2 separate regions of the Gasterosteus aculeatus genome follow, and region 2 is linked to region 1. The links are chromatin contacts, called in public Hi-C maps. All regions are on one chromosome and are shown on one strand. The core of a region is the stretch at or near the end of the contact, and the rest is flanking DNA. Distances in the headings are between cores, read along the strand shown.

Region 1 (7,261 bases), core at 3,526-6,025:
AAAGTAACACCCACTGCTCCATGTGGCAGCAGTCACAGCCGTTTGTTTCCCTCCAATCAGAAGGCATCATGGCACATAGTCAGCTGTGTTTCTACTAAACCTCTAAGCCATTACAGTAATTAGTTCATCAAAACTCCCACCCTTGCTTTGAAGTATGTGCAGCAATTAATGGGCATGTAATCAAACTAATTTCAACTGACTTTTTTCTCAAGAAAAAAAAAAAAGATTCTATTGTCATCCTAGTCTCGACAACGTATCAACCTGGAAGTAAATCTTTATTATATCTATTATTATGAATCCACATTTTGGCAACGTGACAGAATCACAGGAGTGCAAAGCTTTTGCAGGTGTATGGGTGGGGTTGAAAATGAATTACGGGTGTAGTCAGGCCAGGGGAGGAGGGGAACTCCAAAGATTTCCATCCTGTTTAAAGTGGTATTCCTTCGCCAACAAGTCATGTAGCAATTTACATCCATGTACGTCCAAAATGTCTCTATGTCTTCTATTAGATATTTGTGTGAAATTGAAGAAATTCAAACGCCCGCCTGGAGGTGATCTGAGACATCACATTTACTGGAATGGACCAGACGGCCACCAATTCACTTCAAAAATAGTATAAAACCTTTTATGGCTCCATGGGAATCTGTGCGGAGCCTTGTGAATGTCCTCAGCTGATGAGGTCTGAAATGAAACACGTCTGCCTTCATCTCTTGCTTGCAGCGCAGCACATCCGGATCTCTGACCAAGTGAGCGGCGGAGTTGAGTTGAGTTGAGCGGTATGATGAACTTTTTTGCCGGAAAAGAAAAAGAAACTTCTTTTCCAAAGCCGTTTTTTAGAAATGCCTGAGCATAAAAGGCAAAAGTGTAACTAATACAATTAACACTCAGCCGAGAGAGAGAGCGAGCCCCGCTGCCCAGTACGGCCCGGAAACCATCGGAAATAAACTGAATCCAGCCATCATTTAGTGCCCTTAAGCAACCCGCACTTTTCCTGCAGTGACATTTCAAAGTGGCCCAAGTGAAGAATGTTTTTCATAGAAAAAATATATATTTTAAAATAACTTGCACGTCATATCAAATAAAATGTATGTATTTATTTATTAATGCGTTGGAGTGAATGTAAAACATACATTTGCTGCATTGAGCTGCAACAAGCCATGAGCCTGGATGTGCACTCGGGCTCTTCATTCCAAACACACCACTGGGCTCATGCCAAGAGGACCAATTTGGGATTGGCCTTAATCCAAGAGGACCAATTGTTCCCAACATGTGAATGGGACATAAAACTTGTGCATGACAACACGCTTCCCAGGACTCCAACTGTCCTCCGCCGGCTCTCTAATCCCACCAGCCCCAACAACACACACACACACAACCATAACACACAAACCTGTTTGCCCGAGCTGCTATGTGCACTTGAGATAATCCCAAACTCTGCAACAAGCTGTTTGAATCATTGGCTGTCTCGGCGAGAGTTCAATGAGAAGATTGGTATCACAATCATGTCTGTGCTTTAGATATTAACCTAAACCCAGCAGATATTAAGTTTAGCTTAGCATAGAGAGGCATAGAGAGCCCTACTGCTGGCGAGCTAAGCTGCTAGCATTTCTGCCCCGCGGGCTAACCAATTGGCTCAGTGAGCTAATACGGGCTTTTTGTTCCAAATGGACTACTAAGAGGTAAGAACTGAGCTATGCTTTTGGAATTTATCCATGAAAATGACATTGAATGGATGCAATGGGTTAGCTTGAGGGGCCGGGGGGGTCAGCGTTTTACCTGCTGTGTGTATCCTAAACTGAGCAACTGCTGGCAGGAGCCTCATCTTTAGCATACACACACGAGTGGTATCAAACACCTGTAAGCTTCCTCTAACTCCGGCAAAATGTCAAACTAGTTCAACTAAACAACCCTGTCTCGGTTTTCTGCCGTCTTCGGCCGCGTAATTGTTATTTGGTCTCTATACACCACCTGTTAATTCCTTTGTCCATCTCCCTCCACCTCACTCGCATATCTCCTCTGTGCCCTGTGTTGGGAGGCTGCATGTAATCATCACACTTAATCCTCTGATGGGCATAATGGCTCAATTCCACGCTCATCCACCCGGGTTGATGTTTGTAGTGTGTGTGTGGGTGTGTTGCACTGTCCCACACACACCACGTCAATCACATCATAGACAATTTGTACTAAACGCACACACCAACTCTGTGGAGCAGAGTTTGTGGCTCTCATTAATCAAAGTATGCATAGAACAATGTTGTAGTTGCACTTTTACAATTTTGGACAGATGAATCTCACCTCCTCTGTATTATGCCTGTACAGGTCTTATCACATCTCTTTAAGTAGACGTACGGTTATGCCCCGTTAGCGTGGTTCGTCTCATCCGTACTCATTTAGTACCAGGTACTTTTCTCTGTTTCGGTTTCTGAGCTGATCACCATAGCGACACCGCAGGAAATGTCTGACATCGTGTACGATGTAGTAGGCAGGCTGAATTCTTTCTTTAATTGACTGGAAAAAAACAAAAACATGATTACTTTCCATATTGAAGATTATTTGGCCCTTTTAGAAAAGGGTGGTGTGTGCACGATGTCCCATCTCGAGAAATCCAATTGGCGTTCTGTCGAGGGAACCAGTACGATGCTAACTTTGAGGAAGGACTCAAAATACGTCTCTTTGTAGGCTTAGCAGTCTCCCAGCATGCACCAGGGCAAAAGACTTCATAGGAGGCCGTCATGCACGTCCTGTCTCACGACAATGTGGGTTATATATACATATTGCAGTGCGTTCTGTCAGCATAGCACGAGTAATGAGAGGAGCCCTATGGGGCTCAGGACCTCTTTGGTGTGATCCGTAGATCATAAACGGCTCTTCAATTACGGCAAAACACAAATTGGTCAGTGGTACCAAAATGCAATAGTTCATTATGGCATATCGATTAGAATAAATATAATGAGCGGATTCCCTAAACCAACGTGGGGCCACATAGGCTGAGCACGGCTTGTGCACTAAACTGTGCATGTACTCATGGTTAATAGATGAGGCCCCGGGCTGCCATCCGCTGCTCTCAGGCGATGTGGCCATGCAGCACAAATCGCTGCTCATTCAACTGGAGGACAGGCCTCAATTCCAAGATCACAAACAGCTAACTAATAACACATAATAGGTCAGTTAGGGATGACCAGGTTAACCGGATCACAATGAAATGAACACAAGATGTGGTGAATTTGATAGAAAGCAGAGAAAAGAGACGCAACGGGCTGGACAGATGTGAAAAGCAGTCATTTCTTCGTTTGCCATGTGAAGCCGGACATGGCTTCAGGGACACGTGCGCTCTGACCTGAGGTTTGACCTTTGGGATAAATGTAACTGCAATGGGCTAAAATCGCACGCGCAACACCAAAGGGCACAAGAACAAAAGTATTTCCTAAAAACGTAACTGGGTGAAGCAAATCAATTTGCTCCACTTACCTCACCTATTACATTACATGTCATTTAGGTGACGCTTTTATCCAAAGCGACTTACAATAAGTGCATTCAGCCAAAAGGATACAAACTCAGAAGAACAAGAAACAAGAAATAGCGCAACATATAACACCGTGCACTTCGAACAAGCCATTGTGCCAGAATCGGCAGCTAATCTCAGATATTAATCATTTCGACCCTCAGACAGTCCATCTGCCCCCCCCCCCCTACTGCTTCTGCCCCGACGGCGGCAGCGAGGCGCAAGCAGCCTTCCCGGGGAGCCCCCGCTTTGTGCCGCACGGTAACGGCTGCGCGCACCGCTGCGCCGGATCCGACGAGACAGGACCACATGCTGCACGTCAGCGGGGGTCCTGATCAGGCAGATGAACTCATACCAAGGTGGGAGAAACCGTTCGCAGGTCGGGTGGGCACAGTATGGCAGCAGAGAGGGGGGGGGGGGTAAAGCGGAAAGTTGAAGTTGCTCCAAAGCCCCAATAAAGACTCCGAGGCAATCTACCAGCGGTGGTTTCACAGCTGCATCCAGATGTTGGCCAAGCGCACCTGGCTCGTCTCGAATAAGACGCATCTCACCAAACAGCTGGATGGATGTGACCCCGCGACCTCAAACTCTAAAGGCTCGTGGCATCGTGGCGCGGCGCGAATACTTAACATGTTCAGCGTCACTTATTGATTATATATATCGCCATTCCAAAGAGCGTCGCCTCACAATATAAACTCTTTTTGTGACGATCGTTGCTGTGCTTGATCCCCGGCCACCATTTTCTCGCGACAATGCCGTCATTAAACTTACGACTCACACCTGTTCAGACAGAGCTGATGTCCATCAGCGGCGCGCGCGCGCAGGTGAAGCTCCCGCATCCAAAGTCCTCCAACGGGCGCGTAAACCCGATTTATTTATTTCTATTTTGGAACAAGTCGGCAGGAGAGGAGGAAAGTTTGGTGACGGCGGTCCTTACCGGTCTCCTGCCCGGTGCCTCGGGGGTCAGGCGCGGCTGCGCGTGAGCTGTGGGACACGGCGCGTCCGCGGAGGACGCCGCGCGGCAGAAACACGGCTGCTGCTCCCCGTTCAGCGACGGAATCCCACGAAACCAACAACCTCCGTGCTCCAAACAGCTGGCTCCACGGTGCTCTCCCCCCCTCGTGCCCCCCTCACTCACTCACTCACTCGGGCGCGCGCGCGCATGTCTGCAGTCGCGGTCCGTCGCAGCTCGTCCCCTCCGCCAAACACCCTCTGCATCGATGTGCGCTGCTTGGAGACAGCTGGGGGGCTTCAGGTGAGTCCGCGCTCACCTGAGGGGGGAGGATGGTGCCTCTGGGAGGTGAGGGGGTCCTCGGAGCGCCGCTGCTGCCCTCATGTGGTCTGAGGGATCCACATATTGTCGCTTTAAAGACACAAAGTGGCTTTTAATAGTGATGTTAATGTCTTTTTTAATGGTATTTATTTTTTACTTTACTTTTCATAATAAAGGACTTTTGTCTTGTAGGAAAGGTGCTATCCAAATGCATCAAGTGTAATAAATGTATATTGCAGTTTAATTCTTCGTAATAAAAATAAAGGAGGAACCATGTTTCACGTGGAGGAGCAGCTGGGCAGAAGCTGATGGACTGCAGCAGTAATTCCAGCTGTAACCGGCAAAGATGAGCGCTGTGATGAAGGTGTGGGGCTCCACGATCAGGAAAACATGCAACTCTGTGGTATTGCTGTAAATATTAACCACTGACAGATCAGAGCGCGGAACAGAACTAAAGCAATCGTTTTTCTGCTTTGCAGGCAAACCAGTAAATGTTGGATCATCAGGACGGACCTCAATGTGTGCGACCAAGTACAGACGCTCCAGGACAGAAGCAGCGCTTTCGCTTTTAAATCAGGGAGCTAATGCATCTTTGTCTTGGATATTTTCTTTGAAACATTAGTAAGAGAATAACACATTTTTAAAATGTACACACACAAAAAAAAACACCAAACAATTCAATGATAAACACAGCAATTTATTCAACAGCGACTAAAAACATTTACTATTAGAAAAATAAAATGTGAATCATTTGCGTGGCAGCATCAGAATAATGTGGTATATAGAAGTCTTCATTGCACAGTACCAAAGTACGTTAACATTGCTTAGGAGAAGCTTGTTGCAAAGCTCCTCAAGACTTAACAAATTGTTGTCCTTCCATACAAAGTGAAAACCTCTGCAAACTGCATTGCTTCTTTAGAACACACAGGATCACTAATGAGGTCTTAAATAACGCTGCACCGTTAACGTGCTACTTGCAAATAGCACTTCCAAAACCCACGTTCAGCCCCATATTTCTATAGATATCACTGCGCACACCAATTTATATATATTTATAAATATATATACACACACACACACACACACACACACACACGATATGAACTGCCCAGACTAATGCATCTGGTATATTACACCAGATTGTGTCAGGAAACAAGAGTTATGGATCTATATGGAGAGTTGTTATTAATATCAAAATATATAAATCACTGAGATTATAAGTCTTTTCTGATGCATGCCGTCACAATTGTTACAGTAATTACAGTAATCTGGTACTTTCTAAGTCAACGAGAAGTCTTCAAGTTTTATCTGTCCGTTCCAGGCGGAAGAGAGACAATGCAGGCGAGGGCCAACATTGGAAGTAAGAATCATCTAAAAAGGGAAAAGCTACAGCAAAGCGACGAGGAGCAGTAAACTAAATGAACTGGTGGATTCTAGCGGCCGGCCAAGTAACACAAGGCTTAAAGGGCTTTCACCCGACACACATCTCAGACCAACAGTCTCCTGTGTCTGCATCCTCCACCGGTGCCGGGCTTGTGATGTGGTGGGTCATGTCGTGCGGACAGACGGACACGGGGGAGAGTTGTGCTCTAGGTTGCCCCCTGCTGGAGGTTTCTCTCATAGTTTTCCAGACAGATGTGGACGCGCTGAGTGAAGTAGCTTGGCTGAGAAATGGCCTGCAGGAGGTCGGTCTGGACCAGCGTGATGTCATAGAGCTCAGAGGTGCTGGCTGTGCGCGTCTCAGCGCCACCTGGGTCCAAGAACACCTGGGGAACACACACACAGAACAAAAAGGAGCGGGGAGGGGAAGTCAGGTTAGCTTTGTAGACCACGTCTGTCAAAAGACAATTGATGGAAATATACCTGCCTAAAAAACAAACATTACAGCGAGTGCATGTCGGGAGATGACGTTTGTTACAACACACTGACGGGTTCCAAAGGGTGAAAAGGTCTCAGTGAAAAAAAGGACTTACAATTTTGATTAAAACGCCTAAAAGAAAGTGATGTGGATTCCTCACGGGCAAACTGCAAGGACTGTAAAGTCCCAAAAAGGAACAACTCTTAATTGTCCATTCACGCAATGGTTTTCACAGAGGACACCAATTAAAGTAATGATGGCTGAAGGTTCTGGTTCAGGTTCCTTGAATAGAACTAAGTCATGGTTTACTGAGAATGCAATGAAGCCACAAGTAATGTTATTATTATTACTTAATAGCTGAATGAATAAAGAGACATTCTGAACTTCATCAACTGGAGCAAAAGGACAAGATGATAAGCCGATATAAAGTGAGTAGATTGCATAAATATCCTTGACAGCTCTTTTCATCTCCACTAGATTATCACTCATCGTGAAAGTAATGTAATATACGACGGTTGATCCGATCGCGTTTGCTCTGCAGAGACGAGAGGAACCATATGGTCAGTCATTTGTGAGGCAGAGCCGAGCTGCGTTCACCTGCGGTTTCTGATGAGTGAGCACCGTGTGC
Region 2 (7,261 bases), core at 3,462-5,961, 280 kb before region 1:
TGTTCAGTCCTGGGGCTTTCTTTTGTGTTTGTTGGTTTGTTTGTGTGAATTAAGGCACTTCGTGCCTACACTAAAACAGGGCCCTGAATGCATCTTGGACTTTGTGTATCTACAAATGTTTGCGAGGTAATAATGCGCAAGGCAACGTTTCGCTTTTTTTTACGTATTTGTGGGACCTTTTGCATTGAAAAATAAAATTTAGAAATCTTCTCTAAAAAACAGGATGGGTCAGGTACAGAGAGGGCGGGAGAGAGAAAAGCAACAAGCAAGGGTAGAGCTGGCTGTGGGTCCCAGGAGTCCTTGGGGACTGCAGTGTGACATGTAAGAGCCGGAGGAACACAGAGACTGCAGAGGAGACCTCGTCCTACAGACACCTCGCACAACAAAAGACGGGGAGTGTGTGTGTGTGTGTGTGTGCCGCGGTGCAGAGGGACTAAGTTAGCTGGTGCACGAAGTGGAGTGTTTAACAGCTGAGGAGCCAGATGTTTGAACATGTGCGTCAAACACTGATGCTTGGTGAGCGGCCCTGCGCTCTGCGGATTAGTCTCACTTTACATGTGTCGCTTCCTGCTCGTTCCAATAAACTTCCGACGTAGCTTTGCTTAGTTTTTAAGTACACTCAAACAACAGCTGCACTTGCTAGGTGGAGGTTTAGTTTAAAATGAAATATCTATCCCCACTGCACCACCTCTAACACTCACGGATGTGTTTACAATGGAGATGGTTTTAGGTCGACTGTGAGGGGATCGTATCAGTCTGTGGCTCCGGGTTACTGCAGGAAAACGGGTGGCACGTTTCCCTGGGGAACAGCTGGACACCAAAGAGCTCAAAGAGAGGAGAATAGGTCCATGTTGAGTCTGCAGCTTGTGCTGCTGACCCCGAGTGGCCAATAAGAGACCAGCTAATGGACCTTTAAGATCAAGTGTAGCGACAATCAGCCATTAAAAATGCATTCAAAGAGCAGCAGAGCCATTAGACTTTCTAGGTTCATTTGTGTGTGTGTCTACTTTTCAAAACGCACATCCCTCTCCCACACACTCTCACAGACTGCGGTGGATTCAGGCTGAGTAGTGAATGGAGAGAGTAACAGTCCCCAGCCAGCAGTGCTGCTTACACACTAAATGCTCTCCGTGTTCCCTCCCAGCTTTTGTTGAAGCTGCCGGATGGACCAGTGAGTGATGGACTGCATTCTAACAGCTCTGCTCTCGGCTCCGCAAACAAACAACACACCGGGTGTGTCTGTGTGTGCGTGCGTGCGTGCTGGTGTATATGTGTGAGTGCCTTAACGCACTCAATTAAATGCACACAACGCTGCACCAAAAATAGCCGACCCTCAACTGGCATCACATCTGAGCTCCAGCGGCTCCGGCGCTCAGCAACACGAGTCCGACTGTGTTAACGAGGTCTGACCAGATGGTGCAGACCAGACACGTGTAGCCAATGGGGCATGACAGGTAAGAAGAGACGTCTATCTGTGTGTGTGTGTGTGTGTGAGGGAAACAAGGCATGTACCGTGGGTCGGCAGCGGTTCCTTTTCTCTCTCCCTCTCTCTCTGAGTGCAGATGGCTCTTTTTAAATAGTTTCCTGTATTGAGAGGCATAATTGGTCTATTTCATTTTTCATGCTAACGCAACAATTATTTTGTTATTAATAATGGTTTGAACGAGGAGGATAGATGTACAAAGAGGCCGTCGGCGTGAATCTTTGCTCTTTGATGTGTAGCTTTTAGTAAAAGCACACCAAGGTGCTCCCACTGCTTTAGTGGCAAAAAGGCCTTTCACACGCTAAATAGATTCAATTTGAAGTTTTTCTTTTCTTTTTAAGCCCGTACCGTCATCCATCATTATTTGGCTCACTGCACTCAATATTTCAACCATTTCTGTTGCATGAATTGGACGTGTTGTATCTTTTATGTTGTCCATTCCGTCCATCCCGGGAGATGGAGACGGGTCCCTCCTCGACCGTTCTCACCAGTTTCTTCCTTTATTTTTTTGGGGGGGGGGGGTCGTGTGCTGATGTGAGGGTCTTGGGAGTGATGATGTCATACGTGTACAGACTGTAAAGCCCAAAGGCCAATTCGACCGAGGCTGCTCGCCACGTGGTAACACAGTGTAATTCCTTTGATTTATGCCCAACCTCGCCTGCTGTCCATAAACCTCTGAATCTGTCACAGAACCTTTCCACATCCACAGGTTAACAGTTAAAACAAGAACCCACCTACATTGACAGTGTTTGGGGGTCATATGTGGTATAACCCCTGAAAAAAAGCTTTCTCCTAAAAGGGATTCTTTTTACGAAGCCAAAACAAGTACTTCAGTTGCCTTAATCTAACCAAATATCGTTGTTGTGTGAATTAACATAAAAATACCTAAACCTACATGAGTGATTTATTTTGAAAGGAGACTGTATGCTCCTAATGAGCAGACACGTTTCCTGTAACCAAGTAAGATGATTGTAAAAAATGTAAGCACAAGCAGAAACTGACAAATCCCAAACAGAGGCTGGATGGGTACCGAGAACATCACAATTTGAACCAAGCCGACGGTTGTATGTTTTACAACCTCCTTCCTGAGCAAGCTACACAGCTTACAAAGAAGAATGGACCTTTTTGCACTCAAAAGACTATTTAGACTGATTATGCAGACTGGGGTTATATCTAAACGGGCTATTTCACTCACATTATCATAAAATCTCATCTTGCTTATAATTATTAAATCATCACCTGAACCTGAACAACAATATTGCCGAGGTATCAGCCCCGTAAAAATCCCCTTCTCATTTTATCCATCATCAGGCTTCAAGACATCAAGTTTAGGAAAATAAAACAATTCCACCACTATCGCTCAAACAGACTCAAGGGGAACATCACATGTCAGCGGGCTGTTGTGCAGGGTGTTATTTATCTGTACGGACGCTTCGGTGCAGCAGGTATGAGAAGCTCTGCATTCACTGCACGAGCATCTTCCTCCTTGAGCTACTGGAGATGGATGGAAATGGATCGCTGTGGTGCTGGTAGAGGCTGGATGGATGGACAGCAGAGCGAGATGCCAGCAGCTCGGACCACAGTCAGCTTTTCTGCAACTAAAGGAACCAGGGAAACACAGTGACTGTGGTCAACGCTTGACTGGCAGGCAGCTGCTTGGGGTGCGAGAAGGTGTGGAGAACGTGTTAAGGGACACTGTTGTTGACACTGGAGTAGCACTTGCTAGCAGTGCCACAAAGAGACAAGAAGAAGAACACAAACAGACATTCACACAACTAGAACGGCACTCTCTAAAACTCGGTCGAGGTCATAGAAAAGTGTCCGAGCTCCCTTACGCAAAGAGCGCCACCGCCGCGAAAAAGACTTACAGATATGGCCCTATCTTCCTTTTAGTGTCCAGATAATTACCCTGCTTTTATTCTGAAAAATGCTGATCAGGTCAAAGGCGTGTTGTTTCTCCAGACACCGTGTGTGTGTGTGTGTGTGTGTGTGTGTGTGTGTGTGTGTGTGTTTGTTTTTGGCTCATGTCCCAGTGTGCACAATCCATCAGTTGGAAAAAAAAATGGTCGAAAACGCCAAGTGCGATTCCATGGATCCATTTCACGTGACTAAAATACGGATCCCACTCTGGACTCCTGCGCGTGTCACACGGTTTCAGGTGAGCAGAGGGCCTCCAAAGCGTTACTGGGTCCCTGGGAGACCCCGCCAATGACAAACAGCATGTTGGCTGTCTGCAGGAGGGCGGAGGAGCAGCGCGCGGTGGGCATTGGCGCCACGTACTCCCAGCGCCGCTTCACCGGGTTGTAGCTCTCCACCGTGCCCAACGGCGTCGGCTCGTTCCCTGCGAAATGAAAAAGGAACGCGTTTATGTTTTGAATGCATCATCACACGGGTTGGAAACATGTCTGCACTAAGCAAAGGCTTTAATATACAAATATAGCTCATTCTATTTAAATAGATTTAGACGCCTCAAATGTTCATATAAATCAAGATAAAAGGTGTCAGAGGTGTGGATTTCATGTTTTGGCTCCTGTGGCTCAGAGGATTCAAATCCTCAAATCGGCATTTTTATTTTGACTAAATTCACATTCGTCACCTAAAGATTATGAATGCGTATTAATAACACGCTAAACAAAAAACATGTCCCGACACACTTCACCTCCAGTCAGTGCGCTGAGAGCAGAATAAACACACACACACAAACAAATGCAGACATTAAACATCCAAAGCAGCATCTGCCACAGCAACGTGATGGTGAATCACCGTGACTCCATCAACACCTGGAATGGTGGACGAACTGTTCTGGTACACTAATGGCCTCCCCGAATAGAGCTTTTGTCTGCAGCTTGAGAGAACTTAGCGTGAACATCCAAGCGGCTTTCGAAGGAAGGTCCCGACTCCAGAGGAGGAAGTCACCACGTGTTGGTCAATCATATCAATGTGCTCGATTAATGCAGCTTTAGGTATGAACTAGAATCACTAAGCAGTCATTTATCAATGGCTCCATCATTTTATCCAATTGGATATTTCCGTCACATGAATGCGAGAAACAAGCTGTGACATAAACGTGAGCTCTAAGTGATCTTTGTTCCTCTTTGAGTCCAGGCGGATTTTCGTACCACATTTGCGTTTCATCTCCTCTCTGACGTCTGATGTTCCTCCTCCCGCTTCGACTCTCCTTCCCTCCCCCTCCATCTCACCCCAGGTGCAACGCTCACTGTCATTTTATATCAGCCGCTGTAAGTTGTTGCCGTCGCCATGGAGACCCCACGTCACAGCGAGACCCTGCGTGTGTAGTGTTTGTGTCCGAGGAAGACTATTATCATCGTTTGGTTGAAGGGAGAGAGCGTTGGCGAGCCGGCTTTTTCAAAGCAATCTTGGCCTGCTTCCCCTAAAACACACACACGCACACACACACACACACACACGCACACACACACACGCACGCACACACAGAAACGTTCTCTTGGAGCTCAAAGGCTTCCTATCGTAGCTTTGATTCCCGGCAGACAGACGTCATGTCGATTGTCCAGCCGCTCCTCTTGTCCTCCGCTCTGCTCCCTCTCTCCTCCTCTCCTTTGTTCCTCCTCCTTTCTTTACTTTCATCACTTTTTGCTGTAATCCCTTTTGGCTCTTCCTGCCTGTCTCCGTTAAGCTCACCCTTTCACCTCTTTACTTTATTCAATTGCTCATCTTTCTTACTTTTTCTCTTCTTATTTCGAATCCATTCTGTGAGACGATTCTCTTCTTCTTTTTGTCTCCTCTGTGCTCCTCATGCTCTCTTCTGCACAACTACTCTTTCACTATTAGCTTCATGCTGTCGTTTAGCTTTATTAATGTTGGAGAATGACTAAGCTAACTCAGGTTGTATGTATGTTTGTTTGACTCATTCGTTCTACGGCGCTGACTTTGAAGCTGATCAATCTGCTGTTTTGCAGTCAAACGTCTACTGGAGGTCTGCTTGGATCAGTGAAACGGAAAAGCTGATAATATAAAGCTAGAACGCAATTTCCACTATGCTTTTTAATTAGATGATTGTGCACGCAAGGCTGGGCCACTCCTGAAAGACATCAATCGCACGGAAAAAAAGCTTGCTTCAAAAATATCATTTTCATCCTCTGTTTACATCTCCATTCTTCAGCCCTTCCCAAAGCCCACAAGTAATTATTTTTCTGTCTTCTGTGTTCACCTCACCAACTTCTCCCCTCTTCTATTTTGAGATTGCACAGCATTACAAACCAGCAGAGGACTTTGTGCTAATGTTTCATATGCCAACTGCATCATTACAAGCCCACTTTACAGTATTTATCATATTCCAGCAGGGATTTCTCAGCACGCATTGTTCATTAATTCTGTTCTCTGTAACAGAGATTTGTTTAGTATAATCAAGAACATGGTCAACACGACTCCTCAGCGGCTAGAAGAAGTAGAACCTGTGTATGTTACAATTATTTATTAACAAGGAGTCTACAACCATCACAGTATGTGCTGTCCAAACTATGTCCTATTAGCATTATAATAATAAAGTCGTACACATTCAGCCTTTGTAAATATATGAGTAAGCTGTGTTCACGACATTATATTGGGTTATTTATTTCTACAGCAACATGCTCTGTAGGATTGTAAACTATAAATGCCGAACAAACCCCACGTCGGTAACACAACAGACACAAGTCAAGTTCTTACAACAAGCAAGACGTTATCTTTGACAAAATGGGATTTAGCTACTTAAATGTTTGCATGATAAACATCAGGAGAGTCACAGTGATTAGAGAATGCAATCTTTCTTAAAGGGGCCGTAGCTCTGAGTACGGATAGACACACAGGATTCAGCCCACAGATGGCGACAGACAGCAACAAGTGTGATATCATAGTGACCCCCGAGCCAGGAGCTTCTATTCATATCCGTTCAGGCCCATGGGCCTTTACGTTATCCAGTTATTTGCATAATAGCACGTAGGTCTTTGGTGATGTGTGAATATTGTATTTATTACTATTTTAGTGTTCTTGGTAGATCTATGCTTTGTAACACAGCTATTTGGATGTAAGTAGTGTTATGAGGTAAAAGCCCCAGTCAACAGTAAGCCAAAACACAGAGAGAGCCCATGTATATCTTCAGATAATCTATCATGAATGTTGCATTTCAGTGTAATCTCATCAACTCTAACGATTAAACATGTGATATTAATCAAGGAAAATACATTTTCCTTTTTCCTTTATTACTTCTTTTTTATCTCTAGAATGGTAAGAGAAATACATCCCAAATTCCTTATCGTCTTACCATTTAAATGGGCCCTGCTATTCCTGGTTCATTTGAGTTTGCTATCTTATGCATTTCTTTCTGATGGATATGGCTGTGGGTGAACAGTAAAAATCGAATAGTACATCGGAAAGGATCATGTTAAGTGTGAGGGGGACACCAGCGTACACAAATGAATCAACCTTACTGCAGCTCCCTGGCTAATGGAGAAAAGATTTTCTTCAAAATTGAATAAAAACAAATCAAGGGAAAGACCATGCAAGGTGAGAACTTGTCAAAACAAAGGATTATTTTTTTAAGTTGATATAGATTCTTTTCATCAAATACGCTTATAAAAGCCTCTGTTAGACCTGGGAGCCACTTTCAGTCCTGAAATGCTTTGTTATTCAGAGCTTAAAAGTTAAGGCACCCGTATTAGCTTCAACAGTACGTCGTAGCTCAATGATCCACACTGTAGTAAATTCCAAACTAACATTTAAACCCAGTTTTGTGTTTCATTAGCCTGTCATACCGTAATG

What was found. A called contact is a pair of places that touch in the nucleus more often than the background predicts.
Region 2: a contact with region 1 is called in a Hi-C map of skeletal muscle, with 5 times the contacts expected there. The contact joins the enhancer-like site here to the promoter of klhdc8b in region 1. A contact is called at or near these places in 2 of 6 Hi-C or Micro-C datasets (both in skeletal muscle).

What each region holds. Positions count from the first base shown.
Region 1 is chr2:18,557,833-18,565,093 of fGasAcu3.hap1.1, reverse strand. It overlaps klhdc8b (kelch domain containing 8B), which reads right to left and starts at 4,775. Exons shown (of 6, transcript XM_040192274.2): 1 at 4,440-4,775. It overlaps LOC120828735, which reads right to left. Exons shown (of 6, transcript XM_040192272.2): 6 at 5,452-6,541. The coding sequence ends at 6,365.
Region 2 is chr2:18,836,656-18,843,916 of fGasAcu3.hap1.1, reverse strand. klhdc8b (kelch domain containing 8B) reads right to left here. Exons shown (of 6, transcript XM_040192274.2): 6 at 1,983-3,824. The coding sequence ends at 3,628. Among protein-coding and RNA genes, the nearest start is that of LOC144383807, 16 kb to the left of the region's middle. Within about 2 kb of position 4,711, at least 1 of the 9 cell types and tissues checked has open chromatin away from gene starts, as enhancers often do.